Regions from separate parts of the Mus musculus genome. Here all the other regions are linked to region 1. The links are chromatin contacts, called in public HiChIP or PLAC-seq and promoter capture Hi-C maps. All regions are on one chromosome and are shown on one strand. Each heading gives the region's core, a stretch centred on a gene start, on an enhancer-like site or on the middle of the called end of the contact. The rest is flanking DNA. Distances are from core to core; before and after follow the strand shown. Region 1 holds the start of Rpl37a (ribosomal protein L37a). Region 2 overlaps 6030407O03Rik (RIKEN cDNA 6030407O03 gene). Region 3 has its middle 64 kb from the start of C530043A13Rik. Region 4 has its middle 48 kb from the start of C530043A13Rik.

The links. Promoter capture Hi-C pulls out the DNA fragments that hold promoters and counts their contacts. HiChIP or PLAC-seq counts read pairs in DNA pulled down with a chosen protein or histone mark.
Region 2: an H3K27ac HiChIP or PLAC-seq map of extraembryonic endoderm stem cells shows a contact between it and region 1, with 8 times the contacts expected there. The contact joins the enhancer-like site here to the promoter of Rpl37a in region 1. A contact is called at or near these places in 10 of 39 promoter capture datasets (the 3T3-L1 cell line, cranial neural crest, embryonic stem cells and 5 more), 17 of 484 Hi-C or Micro-C datasets (the G1E-ER4 cell line, the HL-1 cell line, the N1E-115 cell line and 12 more), 4 of 115 datasets of contacts at active chromatin or transcription factors (extraembryonic endoderm stem cells, neural tube, stem cell-derived neural progenitor cells and 1 more) and 2 of 9 other capture datasets (adipose tissue and embryonic stem cells).
Region 3: a promoter capture Hi-C map of hippocampal neurons shows a contact between it and region 1, with 7 times the contacts expected there. The contact joins the enhancer-like site here to the promoter of Rpl37a in region 1. A contact is called at or near these places in 4 of 39 promoter capture datasets (cranial neural crest, hippocampal neurons and liver), 3 of 484 Hi-C or Micro-C datasets (cardiomyocytes, cerebellar granule neurons and muscle stem cells) and 1 of 115 datasets of contacts at active chromatin or transcription factors (stem cell-derived neural progenitor cells).
Region 4: a contact with region 1 is called in an H3K27ac HiChIP or PLAC-seq map of extraembryonic endoderm stem cells, with 4 times the contacts expected there. The contact joins the enhancer-like site here to the promoter of Rpl37a in region 1. A contact is called at or near these places in 1 of 39 promoter capture datasets (stem cell-derived epiblast-like cells), 3 of 115 datasets of contacts at active chromatin or transcription factors (astrocytes, extraembryonic endoderm stem cells and stem cell-derived neural progenitor cells) and 1 of 9 other capture datasets (adipose tissue).

What each region holds. Positions count from the first base shown.
Region 1 is chr1:72,709,994-72,712,529 of GRCm38.p6, reverse strand. Rpl37a (ribosomal protein L37a) reads right to left here and starts at 1,270. Exons shown (of 4, transcript NM_009084.4): 1 at 1,207-1,270; 2 at 730-858; 3 at 306-388. The coding sequence starts at 1,209.
Region 2 is chr1:73,634,657-73,637,192 of GRCm38.p6, reverse strand. All of the region lies in intron 7 of 6030407O03Rik (RIKEN cDNA 6030407O03 gene), which reads left to right. Among named protein-coding and RNA genes, the nearest start is that of C530043A13Rik, 110 kb to the right of the region's middle. Within about 2 kb of position 1,277, at least 9 of the 459 cell types and tissues checked have an H3K27ac peak or open chromatin away from gene starts, as enhancers often do. A contact at or near this core is called in extraembryonic endoderm stem cells, where this site is marked.
Region 3 is chr1:73,592,905-73,595,440 of GRCm38.p6, reverse strand. No RefSeq gene overlaps it. Among named protein-coding and RNA genes, the nearest start is that of C530043A13Rik, 64 kb to the right of the region's middle. Within about 2 kb of position 1,265, at least 9 of the 459 cell types and tissues checked have an H3K27ac peak or open chromatin away from gene starts, as enhancers often do. A contact at or near this core is called in hippocampal neurons, where this site is marked.
Region 4 is chr1:73,576,440-73,578,975 of GRCm38.p6, reverse strand. No RefSeq gene overlaps it. Among named protein-coding and RNA genes, the nearest start is that of C530043A13Rik, 48 kb to the right of the region's middle. Within about 2 kb of position 1,270, at least 1 of the 459 cell types and tissues checked has an H3K27ac peak or open chromatin away from gene starts, as enhancers often do. A contact at or near this core is called in extraembryonic endoderm stem cells, where this site is marked.

The DNA of each region.
Region 1 (2,536 bases), core at 21-2,520:
CCTGGCTGTCCTGGAACTCACTTTGTAGACCAGGCTGGGCTCGAACTCAGAAATCCGCCTACCTCTACCTCCCGAGTGCTGGGATTAAAGGCGTGCGCCACCACGCCCGGCTCTGAGCTTTTATCTATAACCATAACTTTGTTTTTGAGACAGGGTTTCACTGTATAGCCCTGACCAAAAACTATTAACTTTTAAACCCAAACTCATGATTTGCTTTAAACTAAAACAAATCCGATATGCACCAGACCTGGAACACGGGCTGTGCAGTCCATAGCCTTTCCTATACCACAGGAGAAAACACTCACTTGTAGGTCCAGGCCCCACCGGCCACTGTTTTCATGCAGGAACCACAGTGCCAGATGCCGACGGCTCGTCTCTTCATCTTGGTCTGTAAGTAGTTAAGATCTTGTTATGAAATATATATAAAAAAAAAATCCCTGAGACTTCCAGAGAGTAAACTATGGAAAAGCCAGCTTATCCATTAGCAGTTAAATTCTAGTAACCCAAGCAGAGTATTATTTACAGGCTAAACAGACCTCTTTGGGGTTGGTACAGATGCGCTGACATCGCTATCAATTTCCCAAGATCGGACTTTTTCCTCTCCAAACCATTCACCCTTAAGTTCCTCACTAGTTGCAAGTAAACAACGAATGCTCCGCAAAAAGCGAGCCCAAACCGCCTTAGCTCGGGAGCAATGGCACCCTCCTCCCTAACCCGAGGCCGACTTGCCTTGCCACAGAAGGAGCAAGTGTACTTGGCGTGCTGGCTGATTTCAATTTTCTTCACCATTTTCCGGAGGGAGGCACCATAGCGGGTCCCGTACTTGCCGACGATGCCGACCTTCTTGGTGCGTTTAGCCTGTTGACAGAGGAAAGGAACGGAGCAGAGACATTGAGCCAGTCGGTGCACGCCAACGCGCCGCTGAGCACAAACTCGGCTGAATCCTGTTTTCCCTCAAGCTCAACCATCAAGGAAGGCGCCCACAGAGCGCCAAAAGGCTCCAGATTGTGCATTAACTACCGCGCTGGGCCAAGCCCCGCCGAGCCGCCTCCGGCCGCGTACGGGGCTCCAGACGCCGGGAGAAGCCCGACAGCAGACAGGACAGGGACAGCACAGACTACCCGAGGTGGGCTGAGAGCGGGACGCCGGAGACTAAGGCAGATGACGATGGATAGCGACTTCCAAAGCGGTTACGAAGACACTCACCATGTCGCCGGAACCCAAGCCCAAGTCCGAAGAGGAAGGGACGCAATGCGCATGCGCGGTTTTAGACCGGCGAGCGGAAGTGACGCGACCTCCTCTCTCGGAAGTGAACTCGGTGTTCTGGCGGTTTATTCGCTGTCTCCACTGAGAAATGCATAGATGCGCAGAAGTGGTTCACGAGCTGGAAGCACATCCTTCTTAGCTTACACATAACCAAAGTTCTGCAGAGCAGATGCGATTTCTTGCGTTCTGCTCGCGAAGAGACGGGTTTTAGGTGGCTTGCCTTTAAGTGTTTAAAGCGCGACGTTTGTGACTGAGGCGCATTGCCTTCCCACTATATTATACTTCGGAAAATCGCCAGGCCGGGTGCTAGATGCTGGCCATAGTAAACGCCTAGGATCCGCTCCCAGGCCGAGTTACAGTTCGGCTGGGAGACAGTCATATTCGTCACGATTAAGAGTTACGAAATGGGCTGGAGAGATGGCTCAGCGATTAAGAGCGCAGACTGCTCTTCTGAAGGTCCTGAGTTCAAATCCCAGCAACCACATGGTGGCTCACAACCATCCATAATGAGATCTGATGCCCTCTTCTGGAGTGTCTGAAGACAGCTGCAGTGTACTTACATATAATAAATAAATAAATCTAAAAAAAAAAAAAAAAAGAGTTACGAAATGTTGCTGATCAGAGTTCTGGGGATAATGTAAGGAATAGAGGCTACTTGAACCCAAGACCCTAAAGTGGTGGTTCTCTTTCTTTCTTTTTTTGGGGGGGAGGGGAGGGAGGTTTGGAGACAGGGTTTCTCTGTGTAGCCCTGGCTGTCCTGGAACTCACTCTGTAGACCAGGCTGGCCTCGAACTCAGAAATCCGCCTGCCTCTGCCTCCCAAGTGCTGGGATTAAAGGCGTGTGCCACCACGCCTGGCTCTGAAATTTTTAAACACTTCTCTCTCCTAAGATTTTCTTAAACTTTAAGATTTCCAGTGGGAAATGATGTTAGTGTTTGATTTTAAAGAAGTCTGTCTTGGGGCTAGAAAGAGGGCTCATTGACTCTGCTTTCCACCCACATGGTGGCTCAAAAGTGCGTGTAACTCTACTTTTAGGAGACTCCTTGTGACCTCACGTGGTCCACAGATATGTGTACAAGAAAAATATCTATACATAGAAAATAAATAAATATTCGGAAAGATTTGTCTTTTTTTTTTTTTTAAAAAAAGAACTGATTCTCTTTGTAATGTGAAAGTTTGTGAAACTCTTAATTCTTAAGTATTTTTGTACATTATTTATTTAATTTTTCCTCTATTTGTTTTGTTTTCCTCTTGGAACATGTAATTTGGG
Region 2 (2,536 bases), core at 28-2,527, 920 kb before region 1:
AAGGAATTGCCGACTCAGTAGAATCTTGCCTTTGATGCTCCTGCTCCAGGGACTTTCTCTTTAATGGGGGGTAATTAATTATCATCATCCACTCTTACTTAGTAATAATCTTTTTTACAAGCACTTGGGCATTCCATAAGCATGCTGTTGTCTAATATCCAGGCTGGAGGGAAGTGGCTCTTGGGTGGATGTGAACCGTATCCCTGGAGAGCTTCTGCCTTGGGACACACCTCCTCCAAGACTCTGTGACTCACTGGATGCATGGATCACTGAGATCTGGATGTTATCAGCACATATGGGGAATCCTGGACACACATGTGCAGAATGACAGAGTAGAGACAGCCCAGTTCTTTGCTGGAGAATAGAGGCTCACATGAGAATCCTGGCTATGGTTGAAGGGGGAATAATTTGAGACTAGCCAGCCTTACATGTGGCCATGAGCCAACGATTCACCTTCTTAAGGTGCAGCTCTTCAGTGTCAGCTGTTTTTTTTTTTTTTTTTTTTTTTTTGTTCTTAACCTCACCTAGCTGGTCCTGGAGAAGTCTGATGCCATCTACCTAAAGGCAGAGAGCATTTCAGCAAGTGGTGAAAAGTCAAAGCCAGCTATTAAGGCTGACTTCATGCATTGCATTATGGAGCTAGTGTTGCAGGAACTTGCTCCCATGCCTATGGCTTTGCCCTTGACTTTTTTTCTTTTTAAAGCTGAAAGGACATTCTGTTTCATGGAGGTGGGTGAGGAGAAACAGGAAGGGAAGTGGAACTTGTGTTTGGAGAACGCTGAAGTCTTCGGAGCCTCTGCTAAGACACATCCCTGCCCCATTCAGCTTGAGCCTTACTCTGGATCTTTGAGGCTATACTTTACAGATAAAGAAAGTAAGGCTCAACAAAATCATGAGACTTAAGCCATAGGTGCCAAAGGGCTCTGTCCACTCTGTAAGGCCCTTTTTGAGGTAGGAAACTCAGGGAGGATTGTGCTCAAGGCTACGACTGAAGCCAGACTAGTCCTGCCTGTCATGTCTTTCTGCAGACGCCACCCGTCTTTCTTTCTCTCATGTCATTTTCAAATCGGAGGGGGAAAAAAACCCAAAATTGTAGGCGGGACCTCCTCTATCCCCCTCCCCCACCATTCTTGCTGCCATATCCCTACTCCTCTTTCTCCTATCCTTCCTTCTGGGTGTTGCTCAGCTCCTCACTGCAGCCTTGGAGCACACTCCTCTCCTCCTCATATCTCTACCACAGCCAAGCTCCTGGTGACAGGAAGATCAGAGGAGGAGCCAGGCTGTGTCAGGTACCCGAGATCCATGTGGGGAAGATGAAAGGCCTGCCCTGCCCTGTTAGTCTCTTGGCTACTGCTAAAGTAGAATTCCAGAGATAAAAGTCCTTGTCTTCTTGCCATTGGCTCTTTCTCACTGGGGGAGCCTGCTGATTTCAGTCTCCAGGGGAGAGAGAAGAGTTCTTCAGGACAGCATTGACCTGAGTGCTCTCTGGTAGTCTTACTAGATTGATGGTGATTGGTTCTAGAAGATACATCCCCTCCACCACTGCCTGCCCTCTCTCTTTAGTTACTGGTTTATCTCATCATGCCTCATACAAGACAATGTCTTGAGTTGGAGAGTGAAAGAAGAGAAGAGAGGCAGGGAAGGAGTGGGGGAGGAGGATAGGGGAGATAAAGGCAGAGAGAAAGACAAAGGAAGGAGACAGGGATAGTGAGGTGGGCAAGAATTTTACTTGGGAGGTAGGACAGATACTAAGGCTAATGATGGAAGACAAGTGTCATTTCATAGTTTCTGGAACACAAGGTGAGCAGGAAACAGATAGAGAACACAGAGATTCCAGACCTTTGAGACATTATGAAGAGCATTGTGGAACTGACTTCCTTTTCCTTTCCTTGCTACAACATCATCACCATCATCTGAAGAGGCAGGCTGTCTCAGCTCCTCTACCATGCAGGCAGATTCACACACCATGTGGCAATATCTTAAGCAGAGGTGGAGTTGACATGGCATGCCATCTCTCTAAATCCAAACCATTTATTATCTCTGAAGTCTAGTCTGCCAGCAGTTCTGTCATCAAAAGCCACTTTCATAAGCACACTGTGTCCATGGCAATGTCCCAAGGTCTGCCGAGTGGATGACATGTATGGCTGCCTCATTTTGATGTGCTCCCTACAGGAGGTCCTGAGTCAGGAACTCTGCTAAGGATTTCACAAGCACTGTTCCATTGCCGCAACAAGAATCCCATTTTGAGGAAGTTGAAGAGGTTAGGCATCTCATCGGAGGGCAGAGAACCACGGGCAAGCAGAACATAATGCAAACTTGGGCACAGAGCTCAAAGACCCATTCTTTTCACCTGACTTCTTCATCTACCCGTCTGATGTCTTGGCTGGGGTAGCATCACTTGAAGCATCTATCTGTGATGTCTTTGGAATCACAGTTGTAGCACAGTGGGACCTCTGACATGAACATTCACTTCTCCAAGAGGGAGGGAGACAGTGAATGACTTGAGCCTGCATGACTCTTTATAACCTGGCTTTGG
Region 3 (2,536 bases), core at 16-2,515, 880 kb before region 1:
CAGTCCAGAAACAAACTACACGCATCCAGGCACACATGCGTTCCCTTCTTGCCATAAAAAAAAAAAAAAAATGATTCTGGGTCTTAAAAACCTTGGCCTGGAAACTTTCCTGGGTCCTGGATCAGTCAATTATCTTCCCCAATTATCTTCCTTCACATCTCATAGCAGACAGTTCTATAAATATCCTGCTGAGCTGACCCAGGGACGACCAGGAACTGTGAGACCATGGCAATCAATCGTAGGCTTTGGCTTTTCTGACGTCTCCTCCCTGCTTTGTGTTATTTTCTTCTCCAGCGTCCCCCGGTCAGCACAGAGAGGACTGAAGAAGTGTTCCTCCTAGGTCAGGAGGCATGCTGAGGGTGCGCTGGTCATTTCAGGCCACTTTCCGATTCAAAACCAGGGATTTCAACTATGCCTGCCAAGAGCACCTAGTCATTTAGGGTCAATCGCATCAGCTGCCCTGCTCTGCTCCATGGTAAATGGGGAGTTAATTGTTTTCCTTCCAATCTGAAGAGCCCTCAAGTCTGTTCATGGCTGCCAGAAGGAGGATCATTCTGGTTCCAGGTCTTGCAAGTTCTCTAGAGATATCAGCCATATGCGATTTTTAAAAGAAGAAACTGTTTCGATATTTAGGTATTAGCAACTAATAAAAAAAAAACAAAACAAAACAAAAAACACTGAGAACTAAACTTTCTATGGCCCTGGTAAAATATGTCTCAATCTCCGGGTCACTAGCGGTGACCTCCAGACGAAATGGTATTTAGAACCTCTTCCAGGACTGAAATGTTACACTTTAATTACCCAAATGTTCTGGATTGAGGAAAGAACTTGTGTTTGAAAATGAGGAAGATTTTCCTGGCTTTCGGCTCTTATATTTTGAAACAGGTGACCAAGGAGAATTGCAAAATACCCTCCAAGTAACCTTGAAGAATAAGGCACCTCATTGAGTCTGGGATTTGTTATAAACAGTTTCCAGGCGGGAGATGGGAGATATGTTCCCTTGCTATTCTTTTCAGTTGGGGCATCATGAAAATGGTCTTTTATGAGTTTCATTTCTGATGTCCTCAGAGCCTTCTTGGGGAAGAAGGGGGTGGTAGTTTGGTTTCTAATTCCCAGGACCTTCCCAACTCGGTTCCTGGAATCATCCTGGGGGACTCTATAAACTGAGATTTAAAGTTCCAGCTTGAAGCCGCCTCTCTAAGGTTTAGATTGGGTTTCATAACTTGGAACTGAAGTCAGGGCAGCAGTTGGAGTGTGGGTGAAAATGTCTACAGCTCTGCTTGTCAGCACGCTAATGCAAACCAGAGAGGCAGTAAATACAGAAGATGAGCAACGGACGGCGGCAGGGAATGGAGACTTTCACCCTCACTTGATTTTCATAAAGAGTCTCCCCTTAAGAAAATTTTCTGGGATAAATGACCCAGATCCATTTTGCTTGTGGATTAAAAACACCTAGGAAACCCACAAACATCTTTTATATGCAATGTGTGCTCAAGGCCGGAGTCGACAGTTCAACAGGCAGAGAGAATGCAGTTTAGTTACTGAGTGTATCAGGATAAATACTAGGTCTCTTATTGCAAAGTAACCATAGTAAAGTAAACACATCACCACCCCTAGAAAGAGACAGAACATAAAGGCCAGAGTGCCAGACAGAAATGTATTTGCTTATTAATCAGAACTAGTCCAACAGTCACTCTCATGCATATTAATGGGCGAGAACAGGTATGGAGCCTCAGGAAAGCCAAGCTAGAAAATGTACTTTTGTGTTTGAATAAATAACTTGGGTCACATTGTGAGCAATGAACACAAACGTTTCTGCAGGTTAGATGGGGAAAACAGAACTGTCTGAGACTGCATAAATCTCCATTGCCATTACAAATAAACAAAACAGCAACCTTGCTTGGATGGTTGAGGTTAGAAAGATTTAGTTATGTCCCATCTATGGAGGCCATCTGTTTATGCTGCCTCTCCACCATCCCTTATCCCTTCTGTAACAGCATCTTGAGTTTCCCTTGGGATACCAGTCCTATGGCATTGTATATAGTTTCAATGGGCCTCTCAGCTAACTGGCAGCATTGCCAAAGGCTGGGTCTAATTAAGAGACAATGATTTTCTCTCAAAGGAATTTGGATCTTGAGGGAAGCTCCACAAGGGAAAGAAGCCATCCTGTTACAGACCATCGGTGAGTCTCCCACTGTCCTTCTGGGTCTTGTCTTTTTCTCAAGTCTCAAAGTATATCCTTTCCTGTGACATGCAGAGCTATCCTAATGCCTTCTAATGACCTCTGCTACATGAGAGTTAGCCAGTGGCTTCCACAGAGCTTACTCTCAATGACAATTAGTCTGGGGGGTAGCAATAGGACGCCTGGGAATGAAAGGAAGTTCTTCACTAGAGTCTCTCTTGTCACTTGCAACATAAGAAACCTAAGATTACATTCCAAACATCTTCATGGTGATGTCGCCAGCTGAAACCTGATGGTGAGAAGACATGCTGACACTCTATACAAAAATTTCTCAAATCCATAAATGTGTTTGGT
Region 4 (2,536 bases), core at 21-2,520, 870 kb before region 1:
AGTGCTTCTACCTGCTGAGACATCTCACCTACTCAGAATTCACACTTAGAAATGAAGCTGTCTGCTATGCTCTACAGCATGTAAGCATTCAAGTTGTAAACCACTGGTAGAATCATCCTGGCATCATAGATGGATTTAAAGTAACAGACACAAAGTGTGTGTGTGTGTGTGTTGGGGGGGGGGTTGGGGGTGCGCTCCCTTCACTTAGATTGAGGATTCTCAGAATTTTCCAGTGACTGACAAGTCTACAGCTCCAAATCAGGTCTCAAGGCTCCCAGTTTATCTTCTCAGTTACAATTAAGGATGAGAATAGAAATGTCTTGGCCCTGCAGCAAGGGAAGATACCAGAAGGGAACAGTGAAAAGATGCTAGAAGCTGGAGACTTGAGCTGGTGACAGGCTGATTAAAGGTACTTGAATGTTGTATGAAGATTAATTCTGCCTGCAGACCTATTTTGCAAGTGTGGTAGGTATTGTAGGGGGTGTGCTGGAGCTAGTAGAGATAGAGGAAGCCTTGGGCTGGCTAACTTGAGTGACTGGAGACCTCAAGGTTTATGACATAGAGATGAGGTAGAAACTGGCACCTTGTGCCTTGATGAGGTTACTTGACTTGCGCCTTTTCTTTCTGCATGCCAAATTGAGAGGTTACTGGTAGTTTTGGGGTTGGGACTTGCTTCTTTGAAAAGCAGGAAAGTCCTTAATGTCCCAGATCATATGGCCTTCTCCACATCCCTCGTGCTTGTTGGCCACCCAGCCTGCCTGTATACACAACCTATTTCTCCCAAAACAATGCCATGACTTGAGTCACACAAGCCCTCAGTGAAGGGCTGAGAAGTCCTTGATAGCACCTCTTCTGAGCTTACTTCAGTGTAAGCCTCTTCAGTCCTGTACTCTGGGGACCGAGGGGAAATCCTGGACCCTCCCAACTCTGCTTCTACTTAGTTTTCCAAACACATAGCTGTGCCATATCTTCACGAGGAGCCGTGTTAGAGAAGCAAAGCATACATTCCTGCCCAGATTAATCTTCTAATTGTCCCTCAGGAGCTTGTGATAATTTTATATAGCTGTTGAGTCATTGTCTCAATGCTAGGAGTATGGAGAGTTCTGTCCTCTCTCCTTGTACATTTGTCACTATAAAAATTTGAAGTTAGTCACTGATTTTTTTTCTCTGAGATAGTTTATCTAGTTTCTAGTATCCCGATGTATGAGATTGTGTTCTCAACATTGCAGTGTTCTTGGGGCAGGGCAATGCCAGATAAGAGAAACAAAAGGCTATTTGTAGCTGTGATCTTTAAAGTCAGCAACCTTAGGGAGACAAAGGGGACACAGAACAAAGAAAACTGTGCTTGTAAGAATGATTTTAGAAATACTCTCCATGGAAGAAGTAGAGAAAGTGGAACAGACACATGATGAAAATTTACCTTTCATAAGCAAGCGAGGCCCTACTTTCAACTCAGAATCCTGGGAGGAAATATCTGTGCTTCAAGTCTCTGATGATGGTGCCTTACTGAGACTTCCATGCCTTGGTGGAGTCCTCGAGACAGCAGGGTGAGTTCTGCATCTATGAAACCAGTAAAGGAGTTCTCTGAGGCTATATAGCAATGGAACCTTTTGGCAAATCAATAGAACTCTCCTTGGGTTGATAGCCACAGATGATCAAGTTGTTAAAGAGCAGCAGAGTGAACATTCATGTGGATGTTTGGCCTAAAGTCCATGTGGGTGTTGGCCTTTTGTGAGCACCTAGACTAAGTGTCTACCTTTGGTAAGGTGAACAATCTCTCAGACTCTAGTTATGATCCTATCAGACTAATGACTCAAACTGTAAAGCTGTTTTCAGTTTCTCTTCTTTATACTTCCTGCATCCTCAAATGGCAAATTTTCTGTATACAGTGAGGATGACTGTCACACACTACATAGGAAAGGCTACTGAATCAGGAGAGCTCGTGCCACTCTGGCATCCCGTCCACATGTATTAGACACCCAAAAAGCATCCACTAACCCCTCTCATTTCTTGGGGCTTTGTATCCTTTATGAGTCAAAGGTTCAGAGGTTGGTCCACAGAAAGAGTGTGGCTATGTTCGTCAGCACAGTATTTGCTCCTATTTCTTCATGATATGGGAAAGTGTGAGTCAGAACACATGGAAAAAATGGAAAGAAATATAATATTGGAAAACTTCTAGGTCCACTTATTCTGGAGTAAATCCTCAGACCCACACATGAGCATTTATTTCAGTCCTTTTATTTTTAGTTTGATATATTCCCTTTGAAAGCCATTTCAAAGGTAGAGAGGGGTAATCAATTTATGCCATAAGAGGGTGGCTCCCCTCCTCAGACGACCAGGAAATCGCTTACAAATTTCAAAGGCTTTTTAACCTTTTCTGACATTTAAAACTAGAGACTGCCAGATGCAGGTGAACTGAAAACAAGGGGCAAGCTGATGTCTAACGAACAGGAAAGAGTTGGGTCATCCGAATTCCTTTGCTGTTATACACTTGACTTTATGAAATGGTCGGACATGAATACACCTCCCCCCAAAT